Regions from separate parts of the Mus musculus genome. Here region 2 is linked to region 1. The links are chromatin contacts, called in public promoter capture Hi-C maps. All regions are on one chromosome and are shown on one strand. The core of a region is the stretch at or near the end of the contact, and the rest is flanking DNA. Distances in the headings are between cores, read along the strand shown.

Evidence for each region. Capture Hi-C pulls out chosen DNA fragments and counts their contacts.
Region 2: a promoter capture Hi-C map of pancreatic islet shows a contact between it and region 1. The contact joins the promoter of Myl9 here to the promoter of Dsn1 in region 1. A contact is called at or near these places in 8 of 39 promoter capture datasets (the C10 cell line, embryonic stem cells, hippocampal neurons and 3 more), 3 of 15 datasets of contacts at CTCF or cohesin (CD8 T cells, large pre-B cells and stem cell-derived epiblast-like cells), 21 of 484 Hi-C or Micro-C datasets (B cells, CD4 T cells, CD8 T cells and 13 more), 16 of 115 datasets of contacts at active chromatin or transcription factors (T-cell acute lymphoblastic leukemia, acute myeloid leukemia, bone marrow-derived macrophages and 8 more) and 5 of 9 other capture datasets (adipose tissue, embryonic stem cells, liver and 2 more).

Annotation. Positions count from the first base shown.
Region 1 is chr2:157,002,716-157,009,537 of GRCm38.p6, forward strand. Dsn1 (DSN1 homolog, MIS12 kinetochore complex component) reads right to left here and starts at 4,360. Exons shown (of 11, transcript NM_025853.3): 1 at 4,260-4,360; 2 at 3,133-3,158; 3 at 2,453-2,776; 4 at 1-47. The coding sequence starts at 3,157.
Region 2 is chr2:156,771,727-156,778,548 of GRCm38.p6, forward strand. Myl9 (myosin, light polypeptide 9, regulatory) reads left to right here and starts at 3,738. Exons shown (of 4, transcript NM_172118.1): 1 at 3,738-3,780; 2 at 6,793-6,822. The coding sequence starts at 6,819.

The DNA.
Region 1 (6,822 bases), core at 3,110-5,609:
CAGCCGTTGGCTCTGGGCTAACTTCACACTGATGGACCTGCAGAGCTCTGACATAGAACAGCACGTTTACTGATCATCAAAGTTAGTCAGCAAAACAAGACTGAAAAATCTCCCTCTCCATGTAACCCAGCTTAAGGCAAGCTGCCTTCTGAGTAAGAACAGAATTCTAATTTTTCCAGGCTCACTGAGGAATGAAGTTCACACTTTCATGTACCCAAATTTTCAAGTCTTTTCAAGTATTACATTAAAATCTTATTTAACAAAGTGGTTGACAATATCGTAGTGAAACCTATTGCTTTGAATGTCAATTAAAAAACAAAGTAGAGCCGGGCATGGTGGCGCACGCCTTTATTCTCAGCACTTGGGAGGCAGAGGCAGGCGGATTTCTGAGTTTGAGGCCAGCCTGGTCTACAGAGTGAGTTCCAGGACAGTCAGGGCTACACAGAGAAACCTTGTCTCGAAAAACCACAAAAAAAAAAAAAAACAAAAACAAAAACCCAAAGTAGATAAAAATAATTTAGGCCAATGGTGGTGGTGCACGCCTTTAATCCCAGCACTTGAGAGGCAGAGGCAGGTGGATCTCTGTGAATTCAAGGCCAGCCTTATCTAAAGAGCAAGTTCTAGGACAGGGCTACACAGAGAAACCTTTTCTTAGAAGGCATTTGTATAGCAGGCACGGCAATGTGCTTTAATACATAATCCAAAAGAGCTATTTTCTGGGGTTGGGGCTGTTGCTCAATGGTTGAAACCTCGCCTTGATTGTACGTAGACTGAATCTGACCCTCAGCACTGAAAAGTAAAAACCATTTCATATAAACAACATAAGTTCCACTTTACAATTGAAGAAATTCAATCAAGTAAGGAAAGTAAGACTGTCTGAAGACAGGCTGAAGAAGCCATGCTTCAAACCCAAGTATGTCAGCAGGGTTGGTAGCAAGCTGCCTGTGGGGAGCTAACATTAATAGCCAGTACCAGCTCAACACCTGCTGTATAACAGACATTTTTCTTTCCTGCTAGGCACATCTCACTAAAATTTTAAGGCAAATATCTTTTATTTAATTGGGCTTTTTTTTTTAAACACAGTCTTGAAATATAGTCCAGGCTGGTCTTAAACTCCTGGCAATCCTCCTGCATTGGACTCCAAAGTGCTGAGATCACAGGCAAGAAGGGCCACGCCTGGTATGGATTCTGTTTTGCTAACAGATGGTTAACACTGGGGCATGGCCCACAGGCTGCTTAGACTCTTTGCCCAAGGTTGTACAGCAGGTCTTGCGCGAATGGACTGGGAGGTGCTTTACATGATCGTGTGACCGACCCAGACAACTGGAAGATGGACCTGCTCTTTTCTCAATGACATCCACTTAAAAAACAATTGTCAGATAGTAGGAAGTTGGCTTTAAGAATTCTTGCCCTTCAGCTGATCGTCTTTCTGGCCATAAGCAAGGAAGTCTGGCGGGTAGCCAGGGATTACCAGGAAAATTATTCATCTTATTACCTGGGTGATCTGATGCTCTGAAATGGGAGTGAAGGTAGAGCTAGTAATGGACAAGCCAGCACTCTCCTGGCACAGCTGGCCAATAGAGCGCATAACACTACAGGAGCAGGTTTTGGACTTGGCTATTTTAACTCAGATCCCCTCCAGATATGCAGCCACCCGAAAGGACAGTGATTCGTAAAGAGAAATCCCAATGGCTTTAACGCTTGAGGGTCTGCTAGCTGCCAAGGGTGCGAGTACTGGGGCTTATTGCCCCAGCTTACTGAGGACTTAATACAAAGGACATGAAGCCCAGGCTCAAACTAGACTTTCTACACTAATATCCTGTACTTTGATCCTGACATATCAAGTGATTACAAAGTTAGAAAAAAGTCACAAATTACATTCAAATATGGCATCCCTAAAAACCATTTTACTGTTTCTTTTTTTTTTTAGTTTTGGGGACTAAATGTGGGGCCTTGGGCATGAGAGATACGTACCTCACCACTGAACTACATAACCTATCCCCATTTAATGTATTTTTATGTGCATCTTCCTTCTGAGTCATTTCTAGTTAAAAAGGCTAGAATCAAGCAGGTTATCAACCCCACTGGCCTTCTGTCCCATCTTAGGGATGAGACACAGAGGGAACTCAAATCCCTAGCATCCTAGATAGGATGACGTGTTAAATAACTAGCAACCAGGATTTCTGTTCATGGCAGCTAATATGTAAACAGCAGTTAATACTGAACACGCATTCGGTGTGTGGCACTGGGATTTATAAACAAGAATGTTCCCACAGAGTCATCTCCATTTTATAGGTAAGGAACTGAGGCACAAGAAGGTGATGTGTTCAAAGCTGCAGGACTAAAACGTAGCCAAGTGCTGTCTACCTGCTACACTCTCTGACATTCATGTCTTGCTGCCTCTTAGATGGGCTAGAAATCCATCCATCGCTTTATGAACGCAGCATCCCACCTGTGATGCCTGGGTGGAAGGGAGCCAATGACTTCCGCCGGTTTACTTCTTTCATGCTTGCTCGTCTCCAGGACTGCCTTCTGTCTTGAGGACGGATAGACTGTTCTTGAGGGGACAAATGAAAGGACCTCAACTGAGATCCCTCCTGGTGGTCGGCACCACAACTTTCCCCCTCTCCAGGGTTCGAGCCAAGGTGGTTTTTTTCCTCTGAAACGCCTTGCGTCATCATTTCCTGGTAGGCAGAGGATTGAGGCAATGCTTCCAAAGGCTTGAGACTTGGCTGCAATGGACGATCCTGAGTCTCGGACATCGTGGGTTCCTGGTCTAGCATTTGTTATAGAAAAGTCAAAATATAAAATCAAAGCTACCTCAGATACAAACCTCAGTAAGTATCCAAGCCAAGGGTGACAACAGAAAATGCACACGCCCACTTTTTAACTGCAGCAACTTTAATATATAAGATGGTATACAGTTGAAGGACCAGCTTCCTAGGAGCCTAGGCAGAAGGGAAGGAGGACGGAGGGAAACCTATTTCCCTGGTGATGGAAACCTAGAGAAGGCCTTTTTGTAAACCCACACACGTGTGATTCCAAAGGCACCAGGAGCCAAGGAGGATTCTGGGATAGTTCAGGAGCCTGATTCCCAAAGCAAGAGGCATTGAATTTCACTGTAAAACTCACCTTCTGATCTGGTCACTGACGTCATCCTGGATGAAGGAGGAAAACAGGAAAATGAGGAGATCCGTTCGAGCTCCAGTCTCACAGGGGCCTCACTATCCCATAATAGGTCTCATGCTTCAGGTGCCCTCACTTGCCTCCTCCGAGATTCTCAGCAGCAAGATTACTATCACTGACTGCTGTCTTCAAGAACTCGGTCTACAGAACCTATCTTAGCTCCTCACTTTGTGAGGCACTAGCCCCCAGTTCCGTGGAAGGTCTTAGGATCTTTGTTTTCCAAACGAGAAAACAAACAAACAAACCCCGCATCACTTCTTACTCTCTCCAGATTTTGCCATGGCTGGAAATCCTACTTTTTAATCTCTGCCCACATCTGTCCTTCTACCCATAAAACAGAGTCATCCTCCTCCCTAACTCTGCTTAAATACGCAGTCACTTCTCTTTGGCAGATTTGGAGGCCACACATCTTTCCTCTATAGAACTGGTTGGAGATCGCACCACATCCCCATTTCCAGCACCTGTCACAGAAAACAGACAGAGAGGCAAGGTCGAGTATCCATCCCGCCACCTTGCATCTAAGTCTCCCTCCCAAAAGACCGCTGAATGTGGAGGACGCTTGGTAAAAGCGAATGGAGGCTGAGGGACCATACTGAAAGGACAAAGACTCTAAAGATCTAAATCACCACAATCCTCGTGGGTGATCACACAGACTCCAGCTTGGATAACAGACATTGAAGCGCTTCTGAGGCTGTACACGTGACAGCCTTCTGACGTCATTATCCCAATCAACAACAGGTCCCACAACTCTGAGTAAGGGACTCTTTCGGGAGACCCAGGTTCCCGGGGCACAGCAGTGTAACCCCGGCTGCCACCCCAGCCCTCCGACCTGTCCCAGGCCACTATCTGGAGTCAAGGACGCCAGCAGTGCCCGGGAGCGAGGAGTGGCCTTCTTTCAGGCGTCCTGTCAGGAGAAAGTCTCTGAGCCCCCGGGGCCCTGCGGCTGGGAGCGGCCGGTGGGCCGGGCAGAGGCGGGTCAGGGGAGAACCACATCCGGGTCCCGAACCCCAGCGTGACGCCGGTCTAGCCCAGCTCCCCTCCCCGCGTTCCTGAACCAGTAAGCCCAAGGTCACCTCTGCAAACTCGGCGTCGCCGCAGAAGGTCCTCTCCCGCGTCAGTCCGGTTCGGGGTTCCCCGCTGCCTCCGCTACTTACGAAACTCCCGCCGAACAACTGCGCGTGCGCAGCCTCCGCCTTCCGCGCTGGCTCGCGCAACCCGTGCCTCCGGCGGAGCGCCTGCGTACTCCGGGATTTAACGTTCTGGCCCAAGCGCACCTTGTCCTACCGTTTTCACCCAGCTACAGATCAAGCACATCTGCAGCTACGTCCAGGCCTGGGGATTGACCTCTCCAAAACACCAGTTTGCTGACTTTTCCCGCCGTACATCCTACCTATGGGTGTGGTGCTGTTCCAGGCCATGGCTTCCCCTCTATCTCTTTGATTCCAAAAGTCTGGACAGTGACTTTCTCCAGGGAGAACTGGAGCTCTGAGCTCAGTCTGTACCCTGCCTATCTTCCTGCTCCATGGGCCCCTCCCATGGGCCCTTAAGTACCTAGCAAAGTTCAAGCACACCCCCTGCCAGCGTTAACAGCCAACCCTACTGCCACAACCCCGTGCCAATTCTTGCCTCTGTTCCTTTGTTCGAGCATGCTTTTTGCCTGGAAAGCCTTTCCTTTCTCCTTCCACCCTTCTATGTTGACGCTAGATGTTCAGTGCTCATGTCTGTTCCACTGTCCCGTGCCTGGGAGGGTCTTCTTCAGGACAAGGTATAGAGGCATCAGAATGCCCCCCATGCATCAATGAAGTGAATCCTTTCAGATCTGAACCTTGTGAACTGAGAGTAGTACGAAAGATTCCAAAGGTCCAGTTGTGGTGGTGCATGCCTTTAATCCCAGTACTGGGAAGACAGAGGCAGGAGGATCTCTGTGTCTTTGAGGCCAGCCTAGTACCCGGGCCAGCCAAGGATACATAGTGAGACCCTGTCTCAAACAAACAAACAAAAAACAAACAAAAAAAACAAAGAAGCAAAAGATGGGTCTGGCAGTGGTGGTGCACTCCTTTAATCCCAGCACTTGGGAGGCAGAGGCAGGTGGATTTCTGAGTTCGAGGCCAACCTGGTCTACAGAGTGAGTTCCAGGATAGCCAGGGCTATACAGAGAAACCCTGTCTCAAAAAACCAAAAAAAAAAAAAAAAAAAAAAAAAAAAGCAGAAGATGGCTAGCTGAACCATAATTTTGATAATTTTGACCATTTTGAAGTAATTGTGGTCCCTTGGAAGTTTTTTGGTAAGAGGTAGAAATGTGTATTCCAGAAGTTTCTACTCTGCCATTCTGGTCTAATAGTTTCAACAGCTATCTGGAAGAGGTGTGTTCTTATTCCTGAATATCACTTCCTGGAGCACCTCATGTGTTGATGTCCCCAAAACAGAACTTAATATTCCCGGCCAGAGCTGGCCATGTTGGGACACACTGAGATCACTGCCTCGTGGAATCCAGTCCCAGTAAACATCCTTGCTCGGAAGTCTTCCGTGGCTCCCTTCTGTTAATAAGATGCATACAGATTCTTGCCCTGTTCCACATCAAAGTTTCATTTCTTAACTTCATTTCCCCACCCCCTTTCTGGTTACTTTAAAGCAGGTTCTCATGTACCCCAGGCTGGCCTCAGTATATAGCCAAAGATGACACTGTAACTTCTGACCCTCCTGTCTTTCCCTCCCAAGTATTGCCACCATGCCTGGTTTTGCCTCTTTCTCCCAGGCTTTCTCTCTCTGAGCCTCTCCTCTGTTTCCTGCCTACAATCCACTACCATCCCCTTTGTCTGCTCAACATTCCAACCCTGGGTGTGCTCCCCTGGGGCTCCCAACTTCCATAATTGATGCTAAACATCTTATTTTCCAGGCCCATTTATTATATCCTCCATGGCTGGCACAGGTCTGGCTGTTGTTAGCCATCCCTCTCCTCCCCCAAACCCTCAAGGAGATCTATAAAAGTTAAGCATTGGGTCTTAGGCTGTCCAAATATCCAGAAATGAGCTAAAACTGGACCATAGGAGAATTTCTGGCAGTTAAATAAAAAACAGCATTCCTCCGAGACTGGTAAGACTGGTTCCCATCTGTCAACGGGACTTATGGCTACCTATGGTGCTCACCAGTTAGCCAAGCCCATGCTGCTCTCAGGGCCCCATCACTATCAAAAGTACCTATTGCTGGGCTTGGTGGCACACGCCTTTAATCCCAGCACTTGGGAGGCAGAGGCAGGTGAATATCTGAGTTCAAGGCCAGCCTGGTCTACAGAATGAGTTCCAGGACAGCCAGGGCTATACAGAGAAACCCTGTCTCAGAAAAAAAAAAGTACCTATTTCACTGGCTAGCCCTTCTCACCTCCTCCTCCATCCTAAGCTCCCTCCGGCTCCTGGGCTTCCTACCCCCCCCCCATGAGTCTTCTCTCTCACTCCTCCCCCCTCCTCTATCCCATCTCTTTCTATACTGCTATCCCCACTGTTCTCTCCCACTTCTGAAGCCCTGGCCATGTGCAGTCTACTTCTTTCTCTGCTCTGGACTATTCCAGAGGCCTCTGGCTGTCCAGTCTTATATTCACAATAAAAACCTTAACCATATTATGGAGTGGTGGCATTGGCA
Region 2 (6,822 bases), core at 2,488-4,987, 230 kb before region 1:
TGTCACTTAAGTACTCAGAAAGCTTGTAAGTTCAAAGCCAGCTCCAGCTACATAGGAGACCCTGTATCTAAAGCAAAGCAACTAGCCAGGTGTGGTGAAGCATGTCTCGCCCAGCACTCGAGAGGCAGAGGCAGGCAGATCTCTGTAAGTTTGAGGCCAGCTGTGGACTACATAGTTGAAGCCCTCTCTCAAAAACAAACAAATAAGCAAATAAATCAACAAAAAGCAGCATTGGGAGATGAAGTTCGGTTGGCACAGCACCTGCCTAGCATGCCCAAGGCTCTGGGTTCAGTCCCAAACACATCATGAAACCAGGACTGGTGGCACGTGCCTGTCGTCCTAGCACTCAAACACAGAGGTAGTATGGTTAGAAATTAGAGAGTATCCTCAGCCTCATATCAAAGTCAAGTCCACCTTTAGCTGCCTGAGACCTTGCAATCCCACAGGGCACGCACAGGACAGCTCACAACCATCTGGAACTCCAGTCCTGGTGGATTCACTAGCCTCTCTGGCACCAGGCAGTCCATACACAGACATGCAGATGAAATACCCATGCACGTAAAATAAATTTAAACAAAATTTAAAGGCAGCATCTTTCATTCATTTCCTTTTCCTTTTGCAATGCGAGGCCTCATGCACGCTAAGTAGGTAGGCGCTTTATCACTGAGCTATGCCCCCAGCTTGAGCACAGTAACCAAAACAGGAAGACTACCTAAACGTCCATCCAGAGGTGGGTAAGCAAATATGGCATATTCAGCCTTAAAGGGTAAGGAAATGGACATACGGGTATTCCATGGGACAGCCCTTGTCTTTTTGTCAGACAGGACCTCATTCTGGAGGCCTTGCTAGCCTAGAGGTCACTATGTAGACCAGGCTGGCCTTGAATTCCTCCCTCTACCTCCCAAGTGCTGGGATTAGAAAACATATGCCATCATATTCAGCTCAACACTTGCTTTAAGGACCTTTGTAGGTCCCTGGGACCAATTCCAAGTCTGTCTGTCTGTCTGTCTGTCTGTCTGTCTATCTATCTGTAAAAGAAGTTAAAGATGCAGCTCACTGGGTAAGAGTGTTTGCCTAGCAAGTAGGAGGCCATAGGTTGATTCTTAGCACTTGGGATGCAGAAGTGCAAGATCAAAAGTCCAAGGGCATCCTCAGGGCACAGTGTCTGAGATTAGCCTGTGTTACATGAGACCATCTCAAAAAATATATGTATATATGTGTATATGTGTGTATCATTATAATATGCATTACACACACATATACACACACGCAAAAGTAAATAAACTTAAAACAAAAAACTTGGAAAGTTATACAACTGGTGAGACGAGTCAGTGGGTAATGGGGTTTATGCCAAAGGCCTGGTGACAAGTTCTATCAGCAGAGCTCTTATAAAGATAGAGAGGACCAGTGTCTTTGAGTTTCCATTTCTGTAAAAAGACACTATGACCAGCAACTGTTAAAAAGGATAACATTTATTTTTTTGTTTTGTTTTTTTGTTTTTCAAGATAGGGTTTCTCTGTGTAGCCCCGGCTGTCCTGGAACTCACTTTGTAGACCAGGCTGGCCTCGAACTCAGAAATCCACCTGCAAAAATAAAAATAAAAATAAAAATAAAGAAAGAAAAAAAAAGAAATTTACCTGCCTCTGCCTCCCGAGTGCTGGGATTAAAGGCGTGTGCCACTACTGCTCTGCTAAAGGATAACATTTCATTGGCCCTGGCTTACTGGTTCTGAGGTTCAGTCCTTTATCATCATGACAGGAAGCAGCCATGGTGCTGGAAGAATTGAGAGTTCTACAACTTCATCCAAAGGCAGACAGAAGACTGGCTTCCAGGCAGCTAGGATGAGGGTCTCAAAACCCACCCCCACAGTGACACACTTCCTCTAACAAGGCCACACCTACTCCAACAAGACCACACCTCCTAATAGTGCTACTCCCTGAGCAAGCATATTCAATCCACCACAACCAGCTCCATGACAACATCTTCCAGCTCCATGGCAACATTCTCCAGCTCCATGACATCACCCTCCAGCTACATGACATCATCTTCAAGCTCCATAGAATGATGCCCATGGCACCTGCACCTCACCCATCACACACAACCTGGACCAGAACAAATTTCCATACAGGATATTACTGAGACATCTGGCACAATTGGAATATAGGTCATAAATTAAAAGCCTAAATCAATGTTAAATCTTATGATTTTGATAATATACTATCAATATGTAAAAGAGTCCTCCTTTTAGGATATACTAAAATCTTATTCACTATCAAGTGTTGGGCAATGTGCATATTCCCACAGGGAAGAGTGAGGAGCCAAAGGTCAACTGGAGACTCTCAAGGAAGTCAGTTTTCTATACGAGTCTTAGAACCTTAGTATGCTTGAAATTATCTCAAAAGAAAGTTTCCAAAAATGAATAAATCCAAGACAAAATGGATCTCTCCCAAATCTGCTCCGCCTACGCCCACGCTGCCCAACTAAGAAAATGGCAGCACTCTCTCCAGCTGCCCCACTGAAATCCTGAGCTGGGGCGTGAGAGAGGCTCCTTGGTAATGGCACTTGCTGTTCGTATGTGGCCAGGCAGGCCTGCAACAGTCCACTGACTTCCACACCAACTCTCATCACGAATAAATAGAATTTTTAAAAGAATTGAATTCTTGGAGCCAACTTTCTTCTCATTCCAGTCTGGTCCGTTTTCAAGTCCTATTGGCTGAAGCACTGAAGTGTTTCCAGAACCCCTCCCCTTGTCGCCCAGTTTCCCACTGCCCCATAAGCCCAACCAGCATCTCCCCCACTTACTGTCTGCTCTCCTGTCCTTGAGCGTGCCATACGCTCTCTAAATCTCCTGCACTGACATCCATTACTTTTCCTTTGTGACTTCTGACCTCTACGCTAAGCTAAACTACTCCCCAAATTCTAGTTCCGGAAGTGTTTCAACTGTTACCTCTAATGTTGCCAGGACAGATAAAAACTGTTACCTTCTATTTATTTAGACAACCTTGCTCCATAGCTCAGACTGACCTGGAACCTACACTATACTCGATGTTGGCAATCCTGCTGCCTCAGCTTCTCAAATGCCGAGATTACTGGCATGAACCACCGCATCTGGCTCCATCTCCTCTCAATCTGGCTCCATTTCCCAGCATCACCCTTAACTCCTTTTCAGCCGAGCTCAGAACTGTCCCGGGATGTAGGCGGTTTCAGGCTCCCAGGGCTCCCTAGGCAGATGGATCAGTTGCCTGCCCCATTGCGGAGCCAGGCAGCTATTTACAAAGTAACTGAATGCCAGAAAGCCCTAGGGAAAGAGTGATGGCCGCTGTTGTGAGGATTGAGTCTCCCTGAAAAAAAAGGACCATACTTGGCCGGGTGAAAGCCAGCCTTCCACCAGACACAGCAGGGGCCTCTGGGACAAGAGGGGGTCGGAGAGCTGGGAAACGCTGAAGGCTCCGCCCTTCTTGCCAGTCTTGACACCTCAATCTGCTTCCATGCCCCAGCCTGGGCCGACCCAGAGAAAGGCTGCGTCGAGGGGGGCTATTCCAGGGGCACCCCAGCTTCTCAGCCTGCAAGCAGAGGCCTAATAAGGCCGGGCTGGCTGCCTCAGCCCCGCCCCCACCCCACCCCCGCGCATTCTTCTGCCTTGTAAGGCCGGGCGGCCTGCGGACCCTCCAGCCCCGGCTCCGCCCCCAGAGCTCCGAGCATCGAGCATCGGTCGGAGCTGCTGCCAGCCAACTCTCGAAGCACCGCAACAGCGCCGAGGACTTTTCTTCTCTGCAGCAGGTGGGAGCCCACTCAGCACCCGGGCAGCTACAGTAGGTGGTCAGGCTGAACCTCACCCGGCCTTCTGAGGGCTGTGGCATGCTTAGTGGTGTGGGCTGGGGCTACTGCCTTGCTTGGGTCCTAAAGGGGACCCTGGCCTGGGACTGAGCAACTGGTGGTTCTGCGCCCCGGAAAACTGGTCTTTGGGCAAGGAAACAAGGATCCAGAGTGTCCTTTTGCTAAAGAGCCTAACACACCAAGCCTGGAAACTCCAGGCTACCTGCCTGTAGAGATGCCAGTGAGGGGGTTGAGGGCATCCCTGACCCAAGAAACTGTGTGTGGCAGAGGAAATTGAGCCCTACGGAAGCACAGCGCTCACACCCAGTTTTGCAAACCCTACCCCAGGAGGGATGGTAACCACCTCATGCCTTCCTTATCTCCAGTGCTGTGTGCACTAGAGAACGGTGGGATGAGGGGGTCTTGGCTTCTTCACAACCCTCCAGCCGCCCTGGTTGCTTGATGAGCCGGTTGGAAAGCAGGGTATCTGGCACAGCCAGCTATGGAGACTAGTAATGAGGAGGGAGGGATGGTCTAGCCATGACCGCGCCAAGTTCCAGCTGTCTGATCCTTGGTGTCTAGGACCCCAGAGAGGGGAGCATATGGCTTCAGAGTTAAGGACACAGCTTATTCCTAATTTAAGTCACTCAACCAAGTCTAGAAAGTGCCTGGCCCTTCAAGAGCCAAACCTGCCACCCACTGGCCCCAGCCTAGCGTGGTGTCCTGGCTCCCAACCCTCTCACAGGTATTCACTTCCCTTTGTGTGTGTGTGTGTGGGGGGGATGCCTCTCAGGGATGTAGAGAGGGCAGGGATACACTAGGGGAGCCTAGCTGGGCCTGCCCTAGAGGTCTGCAGACAGGATGGGCTAAGAAAGCTGATGGCCAAACCGGGCAGTGATGGTGCACGCCTTTAATCCCAGCACTTGGGAGGCAGAGGCAGGTGGATTTCTGAGTTCGAGGCTAGCCTGGTCTACAGAGTGAGTTCCAGGACAACCAGGGCTACACAGAGAAACCCTGACTCAAAAAACCAAAACAGAGCCGGGTATGGTGGCGCACGCCTTTAATCCCAGCACTCAGGAGGCAGAGGCAGGTGGATTTCTGAGTTCGAGGCCAGCCTGGTCTACAAAGTGAGCTCCAGGACAGCCAGGGCTATACAGAGAAACCCTGTCTCGAAAAAACAAGAAAAACAAAACAAAACAGACAGACAGACAGACAGACAGGAAAGAAAGAAAGAAAGAAAGAAAGAAAGAAAGAAAGGAAGGAAGGAAGGAAGGAAGGAAGGAAGGAAGGAAGGAAGAAAGAAAAGAAAGAAAGAAAGAAAGAAAGAAAGAAAGAAAGAAAGAAAGAAAGAAAGAAAGGAAAAGGAAGAAAGCTAGCTGATGGCCATCTCAGCCTGGGCCACAGGAGATGGGGGACAGCTTCCAGGGACAACATTTCTGCCCCCGGTTCTTACCAATTCCCACCCAGCACTACACAAAGGAACCCCAAAGCCTGGTGCATGCTGTGGGGCTCACTGGGTTTTATACAGCTAGAGTCTCAAGACTGCAGGTAGATGTGGCCCTGGGACTTGCTGGAGCTGACCATGACCCCAGCCCAGAGGGTATTAGAGGCAGGGATAGAGGAGGAAGGACATAGGCCCTGGGCCAAGGTCTACAGAGCACAGGGCAGAGAAGAAGACGTGCTGGGGCCTGGACTAGCTGAGGGGAAGCAGACAGAAGTTTTGAGATGTATTTCCCCACAAGTTATGATGGGATCAGGTTGAATTCTTTCCCTGGCCTCAGTTTTCCCATCTGTACAGTGGAGCTCATAAACCTTTCACTGAAGAATCCTCTACTAGCCTGCTGCTGTGGGCTGCCCTAGTGGTGAAGGATGAGGGAGTCCGCAAGTGTTTGTTATCAAGATAAGGGTGGAGAACAGCACCCCTGGGACTCTAGAGCTCAGCCTGAGGACAGCTACAGAAGGGGGGGGCTGGAAGGAAGTCCTGGAACAGCTGTGGAATGCTAGAGGTCAAGGAGGAGACAAAGTGGATCAGTCAGGAGCTGGGAGAGCACACTGGGTCCTTTCATGCCAGGCTGGGGCATCGAGGTTTACTCTCGGGATGTGGAGAGGGGTTTTAAGGAGGCGACTGAAGGTCTGAGTTTGAATGGGATGGGAGAGACCGGCCGAAGCCAAAACACCAGGTCTAAATGGACTGTAGTTTCAACTTGAGGGAGCTTCGATGTACAGGAAGTGACAGAGGGCACAGGATGAAACCACAAGGGACCAGTCAGGCTCCCTGAGGAGAGCAGCTGTGTTCCACAGACTGTGCAGAAGATGGGGGAGATAGGGGGTGCAGGGGCATGGAGTGAGAGGGGTGGGGAGGGATGGGGGAGGGGTGAAGGGGCATGGAGTGAGAGGGATGGGGAGGGATGGGGGAGGGGTGAAGGGGCATGGAGTGAGAGGGATGGGGAGGGATGGGGGAGGGGTGCAGGGACATAGAGTGAGAGGGATGGGGGAGGGGTGCAGGGGCATAGAGTGAGAGGGATGGGGAGGGATGGGGGAGGGTATTATCAGAGTACAGAGCTGGGGGGTCCGACCCCTCCTAGGAGAGCCCTATCTTCCCGCCATTGAGATGGGCACATTGCTATGAAGAAATAAAGTAGACAAAGCACTTTAATGGTTGGCACCAAGCCAATCCTATTTTACCCACTCAAAGCAAAATGAATTGTTTCTAGGCTCAGCACCACTCCAGGGCCTCTCTAGATACTAAATTAACTGATTCCTGTGGCAGGCTACTCTGTTGCCCCCCTTCCCAGAGGAAGACAGATAGATGAAGCACTCAGGATCACAGCCCACAGGCTGTGCTCAGAAAGAACTGGGTGGCTGGGGGCCCAAACCTGTGGGATGCCCTGAAGAGCAAGCTGAGACCTAACTTTAGACCTCAGGGGAAGGCAGGGATGATCCCTGTCCATCATCATCCCCCGCCCCTCCCTGTAGGGAAACCCCCAACACCCAAAGGCAAGATGT